Regions from separate parts of the Sus scrofa genome. Here region 2 is linked to region 1. Evidence: chromatin contacts called from public Hi-C data. All regions are on one chromosome and are shown on one strand. The core of a region is the stretch at or near the end of the contact, and the rest is flanking DNA. Distances in the headings are between cores, read along the strand shown. Region 1 overlaps CLCN5 (chloride voltage-gated channel 5). Region 2 has its middle 7.7 kb from the start of AKAP4.

Region 1 (7,548 bases), core at 2,480-4,979:
AACTAGAAAATGCCCGAAAAAAACAGGATGGAGTTGTGAGCACGTCCATCATTTATTTCACCGAGCATTCTCCTCCAATGCCCCCATACACGCCGCCTACCCTCAAGCTTCGGAACATCCTGGACCTCAGCCCCTTCACTGTGACCGACCTGACACCCATGGAGATCGTGGTGGATATCTTCCGCAAGCTGGGCCTGCGCCAGTGCCTGGTTACGCACAATGGGTGAGAGCTCTTTGGTGCAAAGCTAGTTGGATATGGGGAGAGAAGAGAATGTAGAGAGAGAAAGAAAGAGCTCAGGAATGTCCAGGAACATCAGCAGCATGTCTAGACCTTTCGGAAGCTCTGCGATGAAGGCAGATGTATCTTTCACTGTCAGGATTCATAGGAAAGGGTGTTGGGGAAGATAGTGGGTTTGAGAGACGTGAACTGCTGGCCGCACGTTGCCAATAACTCCGTTCCTCCCCTGCGAAGGAAACAAGTCTGTTCTTAGAAACAGGCAGCACTGAAATCATTGGATTCAGTAGGATGTGTACAGTATTTGGTCCTTATGGTACCTTTGTTATTATATTTGAGGGTAAGAAATCCAAGTTCCAGTGAGGTTTAAAGATTATATATGCAAGGACCCCCCTGTTACCATCTAGTAGACGTAGGCTTTAAATATAAGTCTTCTGACTCCCAAGGCTGAGGCTCTTTCTTTCCAGGGTATTTCTTTTCTTTCTTTCTTTCGTTCGTTCGTTCATTCATTCGTTCGTTCGTTTTTTGGTCTTTTTTTTTTTTAGGGCCACTTCCGCGGCATATGGAGGTTCCCAGGCTAAGGGTCGAATCGGAGCTGTAGCCACCGGCCTTCACCACAGCCACAGCAGCGCGGGATCTGAGCCACATTTGTGACCTGTACCACAGCTCATGGCAACGCCGGATCCTTCACCCACGGAGCAAGGCCAGGGATCGAACCCGCATCCTCATGGACCCTAGTCAGGTTTGTTAACCCTTGAGCCACAATGGGAACTCCTTTCCAGGATATTTCTTATCCAGTCAAGAAAGCCCTGCTCTTTTCATTGGAAAGCAAAGGAAGTTGAGGTGAAGGGGGACGTGCGTGTGTGTGTGTGTGTGTGTGTGTGTGTGTGTGTGAACATGGTATGTTAATCCAGCAATTATATAAGAATTTCACCCTCAAAAATTTCTGGATAGTGTAACAGATGTCTTGCAGGATTGAAACCAGTAGGGGGACTTTTTCTAACTGATTCCTTCAACCTTTCCCGAATCTGTACTTCATGTACGAAGGTATTCCACTAGATTCCGGGGAGAGGCAAAAGTGAATGAGACCCTTCTCTGCCCTCAAGGAGTGTGTAGTGTGTTATAGGGAAGCCGAACACACCCAGGTGCTTATAGTACAACAGCAAACAGGACAAGTGCTACGGAAGAAGTGTGCCCAGAACATGCTGTTCCTAGGAGGAGGGCACAGTTATTGCCAGCTCATAGGATCAAGGAAGGCGTTCTAGAAGAGGGACATGTGAACTGGCTTGCAAAAGGTGAGATTCATACATGTAGAGAATGATTTTTTTTTTGCACTTTTTTTTTTTTTTAGGGCTGTACCTGCCGCATATGAAAGTTCCCAGGCTAGGGGTCAAATCAGACCTACAGCTGCCGGCCTACACCACAGCCACAGATCTGAGCCAGATCTGAGCCGCGTCTGTGACCTACCCCACAGCTTCCTGCAACATCGGATCCTTAACCCACGGAGCAAGGCCAGGGATCGCACCCGCATCCTCCTCGATCCTAGTTGGATTCGTTGCTGCTGCACCCCAATGGCCACTCCGAGAAGAATGTTTAAACCACAGGAAATAGCAGGATATAAGCCCTAGAGGTAGAAATGCGTAGAGCTTGCTTAGGGACCCACGCATTGTCCCATTTGCCGGGTACATGTAACCTAGTCCCATTATCACCTCATTCTCTCAGGGCAGATAGTGTTCAAAGACAAAGTGGGAAAAAGCCTGAGAAGGAAAAGGTTCACCTTTGAGGACATTGTGTTAACTACAGACTGATGTGTGTTTCATTGTCTTGTTTTGTCTTTTAGGCGATTGCTTGGAATCATTACCAAAAAGGATGTGCTGAAGCACATAGCACAGATGGCCAACCAAGATCCCGATTCCATTCTCTTCAACTAGAATCACAGGGTTGTTACTGGATATAAAACAGGAAGGACAGTGCAGACCATGGATATATTTTATTAACTGGGTACTCAAACCACATTTCCCACATTTGGATGGTGAAGTTATATTAGTGTGTTGTCTCTTTCCTACAAGTTAACCAGTTGCACTACATAATCTCTGGAAATTAATCTTCTCTTTAGGAGAAAATTCAGTAAGGCTTCTGTGATATTGCATTAGGAGGATTTCATGAAAGCGTGAACAAGATTGCTATGGTTTTAATTCTTTTTCTTTTTTTTTAAAGATTTTTTTTTAATTTAAAACATAATCGTTAGCCAATATGCAATCACTGAAAACTATGCAAGAAAAATTCCAGCCGTCCTGACCTATAGCCTGCAGGAAACTCATGAAAAAGTCACTTTTGGGGACTCTGACTGTCATTGGTGGAAGATGAAGTGTAAACTAAGGGGCTTTGCTTTTTCCAACCACAGAAAGGAAAGCCAGAAGGAAAATAGTAATGGTATTTTCCAGACTGTGAATTCAGTTCAAATGTTAATCCTATTCCTGTTACAATATTTAGCATTATTAGTTTATGTGTGTGTATGTTAATTTTAATATCTGATTATAAGACAATGCTGCTTTGGTTAATCTCCTCTAAATGAATTTAGAGAGGTTGACTTTTATAGCTTGCTTGTTCCTGGTACTCTTTTGAAGTGCACAACAAGTTATAGAATTTTCTCCTTGTCTGACAAAAAGGGTAATTTTCCAGATTGGTTAGCTCATAGACAAGGACTTGGCCATGAATGTCTTAGTAGCAAGGAAACGATTTCTCCAGCTTCCTTGAAATGAATGATTAGTCAAGTTCTAAGCAAAGTCACCGACTAGGAATTTCACATTTTGGTGAGGTCCCCACCGATCCGCTCATCCAGATGCCACCTCCACGAGTGATGGTGCTCTCGGCTTCTGGAGTATGTAAGACTCGTAAAGGGAACCACGTCGAGACTGCATACTGGTAAAGCTGGGACGATTCCGAGCTGTGTCTGCGTTCTCATGCATTCCTTCGTAACAACCACCAGTACTAGGATAACTGGGCACCCATGCCGCCTCCCAGTGTTAAGTACGTCTAACAGGCCAGTGTTGTCCCCGCGATCGTGAATTTAGGCTTTGAGGTACTTGCAAATACATTCAAGGCATCGGAACAGGATAGGCAGCTGTGACTCCCTTGAGGCTCCTTGGAATTCTTAATACAACCCTATTCCTAATCCTAACCCGTCCTCAGACCCAGGGGTGTGGACAAGGCCTGGTGACACCAAAGGTGCTTGCAATCCACTCGAAAAGGTGCCTGTCTCAATTTCCCACCACCTTGACTGCAGTAGAGGACATCACGCACTAGGGACAGCTGGTGGCATTACAGAGCCACCGCCATCATTCCGACTCTGGTTTCATCTTCTACAGGTTTGCCCACATGCAGTCGTTCGTTCCCCCTCCTCTCTTCTCCCTTTCCCCCGCCTCAGTCCTGAGTCCCCTCTTTGGGGTTGAGCGCTCTGCCTGGTTAATGATTTCCTGTTACACAAAACAACCCCTTCCCCCCCTGCCCAGGGCTAGTTAAATTGTCAACCAAGCCTCCACAATCTTAACGGCCCCTGGACCAGAGGACCATTTGCTTTGCCCTGGAGCTCAAGTAGCTGCCACCGCACCGCCCTTTCCACGCTGCTACCCACAGCAGTGAGACTCCAACCCTAGTGGGGAGCATTGAGCCTTTCCCGTTTTGTGAATCTGTCCCCGGCCCTCCCCACCTTCCTTCTGGCCGAGAATCACCAGTCCCTTGGCCTATCCTCTCCCACCCCCTGCATACCTCATTTTAAAAGTTGCTGATCTCTGAGACTCAGCATTTTGTTTTGTTTTGTTTTTTTTTTTTTTTTGGTTGTTAACCCCTAGTTCTTATCTCTCCAAAAATCTGAAATTCTTTTACTGCCCAGAACTGGTGAGCCAAAGCTTATTTTGATATTTATCTTTAAAAAGGCAGTCACCAGACTCTCTCCTTTTAAGTATATCACTCTAGCATTTTAATGAAAAAGACAAAAAAAAAAAAAAAGCCCTCCCTAGGTTATCTTATATTATAGTCATGCCTCAGTAACTTCACATCTCTTGTCCATCCTGTGCCACTGATTCCCTCACACACTCTGAGGCCGTCTGCCTGACTACCCTGTGTATTGTGTAGCAAAGTTCTTACGTGTGTACTTCTGGTTCATTACCTATCTTTCTCTTATCAGCTGTCCAACTAAAGTTTGCAAAACAGGAAAGGGTAGCATTTCTGGTATTCGATGACCGCGAAAGGTTTGGTCGCATTTCATAGGGCAGCGGGTATACGGAGGGTGTCTGAGTTTGCCATTGTGTTTCTTGTAGGCTCTGTTCTCGCTTTTAGACAGATGAGCCGGTGTTAAGGTGCTACTTCCCAGAAAAAAAAAAATTCAAGAAATCAGATAACACTGTGCCAAGGTATACTTTCTAGATGTTAAGCACCCATTGGCCCTCCAGAGAATAATACCCCTTTGATACCTCACTCCTGATAAATCTCACTCATTAAAACCTCAGCTTCTCAGGAATCCTCGTGACTCAAAGGCTAGAAGTAGCTGTAGTGTGTGGTGTTCTATGTCCATTAGATGTCCATTCCTATGGTTTGGCTCAAAGGTTGGCTAATTGTGGTAGAGCCCTCCATTAGACTGCTAGCTCAGCACCTTAACCCTCAAGAGGTTCTTGTCTTGAGGCCTAGAAAAATGTTCTTTCGGCCATTGCCACTTCAGCAGTTGGACACACTTAAACCAACAAAGCTGATCTGGTGGTCGGTGTGTGTGGGGGGGTGTCAGTAGCCTCAAGTGGCCACATACCTCAGTGGCAAAAGACGAGATAATCTGTGATCGAATAATTCATGTGAGTCGAGACTAGTCGATCCTGGTATTAAGAAAAAAAAAAAAAAAGATGGCCTGACCCAAGGGATTTACAAAAGAATGCCAAGAAGTGCTTCCGCGGAGTTAAGGTTTTCCAAGACAGAATATGTGGGAGACATCCAGCCATGAAAGGAATGAGAGTCTATAGATTTGTTAAAAAAAAAAAACAAAAAACCAAAAAAACCCCAAAACTAACTGCTCTATTTCATATCTTCAGATCTGCCATGTAAAGAATTAAAGCAGCTGAAATAGTTAAGGCAGGGGACTAAACTGAACAGGCAAAATAATGGCTGTTTTCCAGATCACTTGTGTTTGGATGTTTATTCAGACGCTCTCTTTTCTGGCTCCCGGTGGAACATCTGGCTCAGCCCAGCTGTGGCGTTAGAGGTGATAAAATCCACAGCGCACAGCTCCTCTGGCGGATGATCTGACGTGGGTGATGCTTTGCATTTGACAGCCAGCAGAGCAGACGATTGATTTGCTGATGGAACTGCAAAGCAGTTCACGTGTTTGGGCACCAGAGGCTGAATCTGAACCCTTGGCGGGTAGAGCAGAGCGCAGCATACATGCCTCTGGCAAGTCTTCAGTTGTGTTGGAACCCGAGAATGAGAAAGCAATGGAGACTCGGTGTGGTCTAAGGCTACGCAGTAATTCTTAACTATGAATTTACGAACCCATTCAGGTGTCGGGGGCGGGGAGCAAACAGGTGCTTGAAGCCAGCGTGCAATAGAATCCACCAGAGAAAGTAATACGTATTGGAATCCACTGTCCCGGTTGGGTCTTGATTTTGGTTGGTTTTGTGAGGTGATGCGTAGGAAGGCATCCTTGTTACCGCATGGCAGCTTTTGGGTTTATTTTTTAACAAAACACAGGGAGTGCAGTTTTTGAGGTGGTGTTCTTAAGAAATGAGAGTGAAGACAATGACCAAAAATTTGAAATGGCCAGTGCGTCTTATGTTGCCAAAGTACTGCCTGGCGACTGACCACATTGTATTGGGAGGAATCTGTTTGCGTTCACTGGATCAGAGCCGAACGCAGGCCACTCATCTGTTCAGAGAGAGCAGGAAAGCATCTTTCATGGTGGTGTGGAGAGTACGGAGCTCTTGAAAACCCTGAGAAAAAAATCAGGATTTTTGCAAGCAAAGGGGAGGTGGAATATTGAGTCCTTAAAAAAAAAAAAAAAAAAAAAAAAGACCACCTAAATGTGTGGTCTGTATTTAAGTGTCCTACAACCTTGATGATTATTATTATAATTATTATTTGCTTTTTAGAGCTGTACCTTGTGGCATATGGAGGTTCCCAGGCTAGGGGTCGAATCGGAGCTGTTGCCACCGGCCTACGCCAGAGCCACAGCAACGTGCCAGATCCGAGCTGCATCTGTGGCCTACACCACAGCTCATGGCAACACCGGATCCTTAACCTGCTGAGCGAGGCCAGGAGTGGAACCTGCAACCTCATGGATCCCAGTCAGGTTCATTACCTCTGAGCCATGACGGGAACTCCCCATTTTTTTTTTAATCACCTCCAGGATTACCTGGATTCCCTTTGGAGAGAGAATGGAAAGTCTCGTAAGAAACTATGTGAGGTCTTGCAGGGTGGTGGGAGGAAGGCCATTCCATGCCCCTAGCCAGATATCCTGGCCTTTCTCATCGGCTTGATCACGTGCCTCAAGGGGAGAAAAAATGAGTAGCCTCCCAAAGACGGGGCTTTCCAAGCAACCAAGAGGCTCAAAGCAGCATTTGGCTGGAGGCAGTCTCCTTTGATGGAGAGGGCTGACCTAAGACCAGACACATGAAGAGGGCGGCATCCACTGCCATTGCCTCGATGCTAAGCTGCAGGTAGATTATCTTGAATTTTGTTAGCAAAATATTTACAGATGTTCCACTGTCAGCCTCCTGCGTATGTACGTCTTGTACATGAAAAAGAAAAAGGTGAGGGTTTCTCAGAGCTCAGGGACCTGGGTCAATCTGAAGTGCAATCCACATAGTTGGATCCGAGGCAGCCACTCAAATCGGCTCCGCCTCACTCTCGGTTGTGGGCACTGAGGAGAGACGTTCTTGGCCGGAATAATAGCAGGTGGTAGCCAGGTCCAGTTACTGCCCCCAGGTTTGCTGGCCAGCGTCTCTCTTCAAAACATCTGGATCTGGGCAACGTCCTCAAGTGATGCAGGGAGCAAAAACGGTTTTTCCACTGTGTGGTCTGGTTTGGCCAGATCACAAAAGAAAAGAAAAGTCTGCGACGTGCGGAGTGGGTGTTCCTTTTGGGGGTGGGGAATGACCTCTCCAGTCACCCAGCTCAGTCTCGCAGTCATCAGTTCCTACCTCTAAGTTCCTGCCAAAGGGTCTTCGGCTTCTGTGTGCACATGCATGGAATGAATGCCCTGCCTAGAGTGTGGCCTTTTCAAGAGAAAAGGCAGGTGATGGTATAAAAAATACGAGAGGTTTTTTTTTGTT
Region 2 (7,548 bases), core at 3,471-5,970, 93 kb after region 1:
ATTTTTGGATTGTTTGTTCTAGTTCTGTGAAAAATGTCATGGGTAATTTGATGGGGTTTGCATTGAATCTGTAGATTTCTTTGGGGAGTATGGCCATTTTTACAATATTAATTTTTCCAACCCAGGAACATGGAATATCTTTCCATTTCTTTGAATCATCTTTAATTTCCTTAATTAATGTTTTATAGTTCTCAGCATACAAGTCTTTCACCTCCTTGGTCAGGTTTTTTCCTATGTATTTAATTTTGGGGGGTGTGATTTTAAAAGGTATTATATTTTTATATTCCTTTTCTAATATTTCATTGTTAGTATACAGAAATGTGACTGATTTCTGAATGTTAATCTTGTATCCTGCTACTTTTCTGAATTTATTGATCAGTTTGAGAAGTTTTTGTGTGGAGTCCTTAGGGTTTTCTATATATAGTGCCATGTCATCTCCATACAGTGACAATTTTATGTCTTCTCTTCCAGTTTGGATGCCTTTTATTTCTTTGGTTTGTCTGATTGCTGTGGCTAGGACTTCCAGTACTATGTTGAATAACAGTGGTGAGAGTGGGCATCCTTGTCTTGTTCCAGATTTTAGTGGGAAGGCTTTCAGTTTTTCTCCATTGAGTATTATATTGGCTGTGGGTTTGTCATAAATGGCTTTTATTATGTTAAGGTATGTTCCTTCTATACCCACTTTGGTAAGAGTTTTTATCATGAATGGCTGTTGGACTTTGTCAAATGCTTTTTCTGCATCTATTGAGATAATCATATGGTTTTTGACTTTTGTTTTGTTAATGTAGTGTATGACATTGATTGATTTGCATATGTTGAACCATCCTTGTGAACCTGGGATGAATCCCACTTGGTCATGGTGTATGATCTTTTTTATTTATTGTTGGATTTGGTTGGCTAAAATTTTGTTGAGAATTTTTGCTTCTATATTCATCAAAGACATTGGCCTATAATTTTCTTTTTTGCTAGTATCTTTGGTTTTGGTATTACAGTGATGGTGGCTTCATAGAATGTCTTTGGGAGTGTTCCTTCTTCTTCAACGTTTTGGAAAATTTAAGGAGGATGGGTATAAGTTCCTCTTTGTGTGTTTGGTAGAATTTGCCTGTAAAGCCATCTGATCCTGGACTTTTGTATGTAGGCAATGCTTTTATTACATATTCAATTTCATTTCTAGTGATTGGTCTGTTCAGCTGATCTATTTCTTCTTGATTCAGTTTTGGCAGACTGTACGTCTCTAGAAAGTTGTCCATTTCAGAAGGGTTTTTAAATGCTGGAGAGTGCTAAAGGGAAAGTGCTGAGGGAAATTTGTGGGATAGGAAGTTGATCAATGTGATCCAGCATCTGTGTTTGTCAAATGGGACTTATCAAAAGCCTCTAAAAGGACTGGGAGACAGGGACCCTATCTTTTTTGATGATTACATTTCAAAGGGATGACTCCCAGGTCCTTGAGAAAGATATTTCCGGATTGTAGAATATACAACTCGAAAGGACAGAGAAAGTATTTACAGACACAAGTTTTCTGAAATAAATGTTCTGAGAAAGGGGAGGCCAGAGGTCTATCGTCGGGTTTTGGCTAGAATAAAAAGTAAATTTTTTTTTTGTGGCACTTTTGAACTTTCTCAAGCAGGCATTACAAAGAGGCTGGGGTCATCATTCTAGGGACATGGCCTTGAAGTGATAGAAACTATGCTGGTGTTTGTTCAAGTCCCTTAACGTAGGGAGTGGATGAAATTGTTTGTGCTGAAAGCTATAGTTCTTAAAAGGCCAAGGTTGAGGACTAGTTGAGAAGACAACTCAGAGGAGCCTGACTATATCAAATCATCATGTGGTACAGCTTAAATATATACAAATTTTATTAAAAAATAAGTTTTGGTCAGGGAGAGAGTCTTTGTCAATGACGATGAGTTAGAATGTATAACATAGGACCTGTTTTTCCTATACCGCCCTTTTGTCAAGGGGAATTTTGATGATTAAAGACAAAGTTGGAGCTCCTGTGTCTGGCCCATGTCTGTGGAATAAGAAGCAAAGAAAGAAAATGTTTATTTATTCTTCAATCACAAGAATGTATATCCCTAAGATAAAAGCAAACACATAGCAACAACCACCAAAAAACCAAAACCCATCTATATCTCCCAGCCCGGAAGGGAACAAATATGGCTCTGGCCTGGAAAATGTCTTACCACTTCTCCTAACTGACAAAGAGGGAACTATTATGGATGATTAGAGGTTTGTCCCTTTGCACCCCAATCCTGTCATCTTGGAGGCTAACCAGGAGCAAACAAGAGCAGCATTTGGGTGGGTTGGGAAACCAATAATGAAATGTAAGCAGGGTTTGTCATAGGTTACCGTGTAACTGCTGCCTCTTCTTTCTCTCAAGTTGCTGAGGGTCTCAGACTGACCTATACTGACTAGAGGTGGGGACAGAAGGGGGGGAAAGGGATATTCAGAGAGTCAAAAGAAGGAATATTCCATGTTAGTGCATGAATATGTGTGAAGTAGTATGCACTTAGGTTAGTCTTTGAGAGCCAAATATAGAAATATTAAACAGAAACTTTGGTCATTATTCCCCCCCACAACCAATATTTTCTGTTTTCTAACCTTGTTGATTCCACCTAAGCATCGTCTCTTCCACACAAACTTGTGAATAATTATATGTCAACACTTTAAATATGTCTTCAGTTTGCATTTGTTTTTTGTTTTTGTTTTCTCTTTTTGCCTTTTCTGGGGCAGCTTCCCATGGCATATGAAGGTTCCCAGGCTAGGGGTCACATCAGAGCTGTAGCCGCCAGCCCATGCCAGAGCCACAGCAACACAGGATCCAAGCCGTGTCTGCGACCTACACCAGAGCTCACGGCAATGCCAGATCCTTAACCCACTGAGCTAGGCCGGGGATCGAACCTGCAACCTCATGGTTCCTAGTCAGATTCGTTAACCACTGCGCCCCAATGGGAACTCCAGGTTGCGTTTGGTTTGAAAGAGCTATTAAGATAGTAAAAATGAGGCCTGTGTCTGTAATGTAATTATTATGAACAATGGCAAAATTAAATTTAAATGAGCCGAACGATCACCCTTCATGAAATCACTATCTGCCTGTTAGTTCCACTAAGGATCTCCTAGACTCAGATTTAGCCTACCTAATTTCATTTATGTGATGACACTGTGACCATTTGGAAAATGGGCTGTGATGCTAATGATTATCAGACATTATTTACTGTGGACCCGTACAAATGAAAACTCTACTTCTTTTTCTCCTGAACTGTTTTCCAGCCATGAGAATGCACAATGTCATTTAGAGCAACTTCATGTAACCATACTACAGTGAAAAATTGGATAGCTATTCTGAACATCTCAGCAATGGTGTTGCATAATTACTTCTGTCAAGTATTTATGTCTGTCTTTTCCTTTGAGTGACTGAAGCCGTGGAGGGAGAAAATAAAAGACTTTTGAAAAGCTATAAACATTCTCATTTTTAAATTTCAGAGGGCAGCTGTTAAAGGAAAGCAGACTCTTATGTTCGAGTTTCCTTTTTAGGTAGGGGCTTAATTAGGCAGCTAAGATCTGTTCTATTGCCTTGTAGAAAATGACTTACAGCTATTTTTGAAGGGTGGGCTTGGCTTGACAGTGGCCATTTCTGGTCAGTCTCCTTCCTCTTATAATTGTGAATTTCCCCCTCTCTGATTTTCTAGAACATTTGTTTATTGTCTGTATAATTCATCTGACATTTACTAGATCTGGCCTTGTAGAGTTAATTAACTTTCCCTATTTCTGGATCACCTACAATGAAAGCCTGGAGGGCAGGGTCTCTGATTCTTTCTCATTGTATCTGCCACAATGGTGGGCACACAGCGCGGGCTCAAGAATCAAATGATGGTTTTGGAATTTCAGGCAGGAAGCAAGTCAGCAGCCACATAAGTCTTGGAATCTGTAATAATGACAAAAAACTTGGTTAGCTATTTGAGTGGGCAGCCTTCTTCTTAGAACAATAATGCTCACACTAGCTAGCATACATCAGAATCACGGGGGAGGGGTGTTGGAGGGGGTGGAGGGGGGACTTGTGGAAACAGTGGTGGAGCTTCCAGGATCAAGAGGGTAATGTACCTGAAAAAGGCATGAAAGATCTGCACACATCTACCCCCACCGCATACCTTGTCCTGTATAGCTCTTCTTTTTTTGGTTTTTCCTGAATTATAAACCAATACATGCAAATAAAGTCTTAAACAAACCACACAACAGCTAGTTGGACCCCATCCCAGAGTTTTTAATTCTGCAGGTCTGTCATGGGGCCTGAAAATTTGCTCGGTATTGTATTTTACATGCATCCTCGTTTCAGTTTCACGCAACCTTCTGAAATGGGTATTATTTCCATCCGGATTTTATGAATGGGTGGCTGGAGCAGAGGCCATTTGGCGGGAGGTCTGGCTCGATCAGGCACTCGTCGCTACCATCCTCTTGGGGGGTGGGTGTCTGTGTGGGGAGCGCGCAGAGGTGAGTGAGGGTTTTTCCTTTCTTCTCGTCCCGAAGAGGCGGAAGAGAAACTCCCTGAGCAGGGCAAAGGGTACCTACTCTGATCTTTTGGCCCCATCTGGTGGTTTGGGGTCTGACTGAACAAAGTGCTGATCCATTACCTCCCCCTGCTGGTGAGACTGGTGGGGTCCGCCGGTGGCCGGGAGATTGGTTTCCTGAGCCTGTTTGTTTCTCAAGGCGGTTTTGCTGAGATGTTTTAAGGCTGAGGCGATTATTCTGACGCGGTTAGTCTCCCCCCCGCCCCCGCCCTCCGCGCCCCAAGCCCTTCTCTTCCCCTTTTCCGGATTTTGCTTTGTTTTCTTTTCTTTTTTGTTTTTTTCTTTTCCGATTGGTGGGGAGCGCCTCTCCAACATACAGCATTTGTTCCAATCCTTCTGTAGCGTGTCAAAGGTACAACTTATTTTTTCTAGGTAGTAAAAGAGCTTTTTGCCTCAGACCTATGTATATAAATATATCAGTATATCCTGTGTCAGAGCTGGAGATGTGGCTGAGGGAACTCAGCTGTTAACTGGGTTTCCACCCCCCACCCCGTCAAACCAACAAGTTGGTTTCCTACGTCACAGAAAGTACTTATTATGGTACGCACTGGTGACCGAGTTTTGATTCCTCCCTCCAGATAGTATTTTTTTTTTTTTGTCTTTTTAGGGCCACCCACGGCATTTGGAGGTTCCCAGGCTAGGGGTCCAATCGGAGCTACAGCTGCCAGCTGACGCCACAGCCACAGCAACATGGGATCCGAGCCACGTCTGCGACCTACACCACAGCTCATGGTAACGCCTGAGCCTCCACCCACGGAGCGAGGCCAGGGATCGAACCCTCGACCTCAGGGTTCCTAGTCGGATTCGTTTCCGCTGTGACACAACCAGCGGGAACTCCTTTCCAAATAGTATCCTTATCCGCGAATGACAGTTTTCAGCAAAGACCGTGGAGGAGAGGAAGGAGATCTGGAAGCACGAAACCTCTCGGGTTCCCTCACAGCCCTTGTGGGCAGTTCCCACCTCCCCCAACACACAGATTTAAGGATCATTAAGATAAGATGCAGCCTACCCTCAAATAGGATAAAGACTACCCTTAAATAGGATGAAGACTATCCTGGAAATAGGATAAAGACTAGTCTTCGGCTTTGTGGTGTCAGGGCCCCCTTGGGGATATCAGGCTTAGACCTTCTGTGCCTGTCACTTTCAAATCAAGATGACCATGGGGGTAATGAGTCCATGTGGCCACTAGGAGGTCGCAGCTGCTTGGAAAAACGTGTTTGCACACAGCATACGCTCCACCCCCAGCCCCAAGCCAGTTTTGGTTTTTTTTGGTTTTTTTTTGTTTGTTTGTTTGTTTTGTTTTTTTTTGAGGAGGCAGTCCTCCAGGTCAAAGGGAAACTGCTGCGTCCTCCCTGCTAGAATCACTCCCCATCCTAAAACCTGCAAGTTTGTGTATATTTATTGATCCGTGTTCTTAATAGCCCCATCCTAAAGACAGGTAACAGGTTCAAGGAAAGCAGTGACAGTCCAACTCGGACCCTAACAGTGCCTCGGGTACTTAGCTACTCAGTAATGCCTCTTGGTGATGTCAAGGGTGATGATGAGAACAGCGATTGTGTTGGTAAATATTTCCTCAACATGTGTCCTCTGAAGTTCTCAGTTTTATATTCACCTTGCTTTAGTGCTTATCACCCTCTGCCTTGTGTTGTAGTTATTTCATCATGAGCTTTATCTTCCCAAATACAGAAATGCTTGAGGAGAAGGACTGCATTTACTCATTTTCATTTATCCTGCAAGGGATACCTCTAGGTTCATCTATATGAGGGTGTGTTTAAGGATATGTACATAACTAAAAATTAGTGTGTGTGCATCTGAAACCAGTATAATGTTATATGTCAATTCTGTCTCAAGAAGAAAAGAAAGACAGCTATTGGTAATGGCTGTGCAAGACTTGCTGTGCCCAGAACCATATAGAAGGGCTTGATGAAGGCCAAGAATACTGGACCATGTTGGTCTAAACTGATTGGCTTATTTCACTAACTTCCTAACTGGTTCCACTGAGTTTTTCCTAGCCACTCTTCAACCGAATATTTTTAAAAGAACCAATATTTTGTTAACTACTGTTTTTTGGTTTTTGTTTTTCTTTTTAGGGCCGTACCTGTGGCATATGGAGATTCCCAGGCTAGGGGTCCAATTGGAGCCGTAGCCGCCGGCCTACACCACAGCCACAGCAATGTGGGATCCGAGCCGCGTCTGCAATCTACACCACAGCTCAAGGCAATGCCCGATCCTCAACCCACTGAGCAAGGCCAGGGATCAAACCCGCAACCTTATGGTTCCTAGTCAGGTTCATTAACCACTGAGCCACAAATGGAAACTCCAAACTACTGTTATTTTTTATAACAGCTTTATTGAAATATAATTCCAATACTATGTAATTCACCTTTTTAAAGAAGTATACAATTCAATGATTTTTAGTACATTCAAGGGCTGTGCAACCATCACCATAATAGATTTAAGGATATTTTCATCACTGCACAAAGAAACCTCCTACACTTTAGCTATCACATCTCAGCTCCCCCAACCCTATGCCTCCCCAGCCTTAGGGAGCCACTATTCTACTTTCTGTCTGTATAGATTTGCCCATTCTGAACATTTAATATAGATGGAATCATATAATGTGTGATCTTTTGTCACTGACTTCTTCCACCTAGCATTACATAGCCCAGGAAAGAGTTGTGACATGTGTGACAGGGTTTTTGTTGGGGCCTTTCATGCAGGCATCCTCTGCCTAGTACATACCAAATCTCCAGAGTCCCGGGAGGAAAGCTGCTATTCACCACAAACTATGTAGTTCACACAGTTAGAATACAGTGAACTATTCTTATCAGTTAGGGTGGGAGGAACCCTTGCCAAATCCAAGTTCCCAGATCCTAGCCAAGGGCCAACCTTGCCAGCAGTGTTTTCAAATGATAGCTTTCTCAGGCCTCCTAGCCTCTTTTTTCTATCCAAATTTCAATAGGAATTGCATTGATTCTGTAGATCA

What was found. A called contact is a pair of places that touch in the nucleus more often than the background predicts.
Region 2: a Hi-C map of fetal liver shows a contact between it and region 1, with 1.8 times the contacts expected there. The contact joins two enhancer-like sites. A contact is called at or near these places in 1 of 5 promoter capture datasets (liver), 17 of 47 Hi-C or Micro-C datasets (alveolar macrophages, brain, embryonic fibroblasts and 11 more) and 1 of 2 datasets of contacts at active chromatin or transcription factors (skeletal muscle).

What each region holds. Positions count from the first base shown.
Region 1 is chrX:43,807,307-43,814,854 of Sscrofa11.1, forward strand. It overlaps CLCN5 (chloride voltage-gated channel 5), which reads left to right. Exons shown (of 11, transcript NM_214139.1): 10 at 7-223; 11 at 2,076-2,166. The coding sequence ends at 2,166. Among named protein-coding and RNA genes, the nearest start is that of CLCN5, 32 kb to the left of the region's middle. Within about 2 kb of position 3,730, at least 2 of the 83 cell types and tissues checked have an H3K27ac peak or open chromatin away from gene starts, as enhancers often do. A contact at or near this core is called in fetal liver, where this site is marked.
Region 2 is chrX:43,899,106-43,906,653 of Sscrofa11.1, forward strand. No RefSeq gene overlaps it. Among named protein-coding and RNA genes, the nearest start is that of AKAP4, 7.7 kb to the left of the region's middle. Within about 2 kb of position 4,721, at least 24 of the 83 cell types and tissues checked have an H3K27ac peak or open chromatin away from gene starts, as enhancers often do. A contact at or near this core is called in fetal liver, where this site is marked.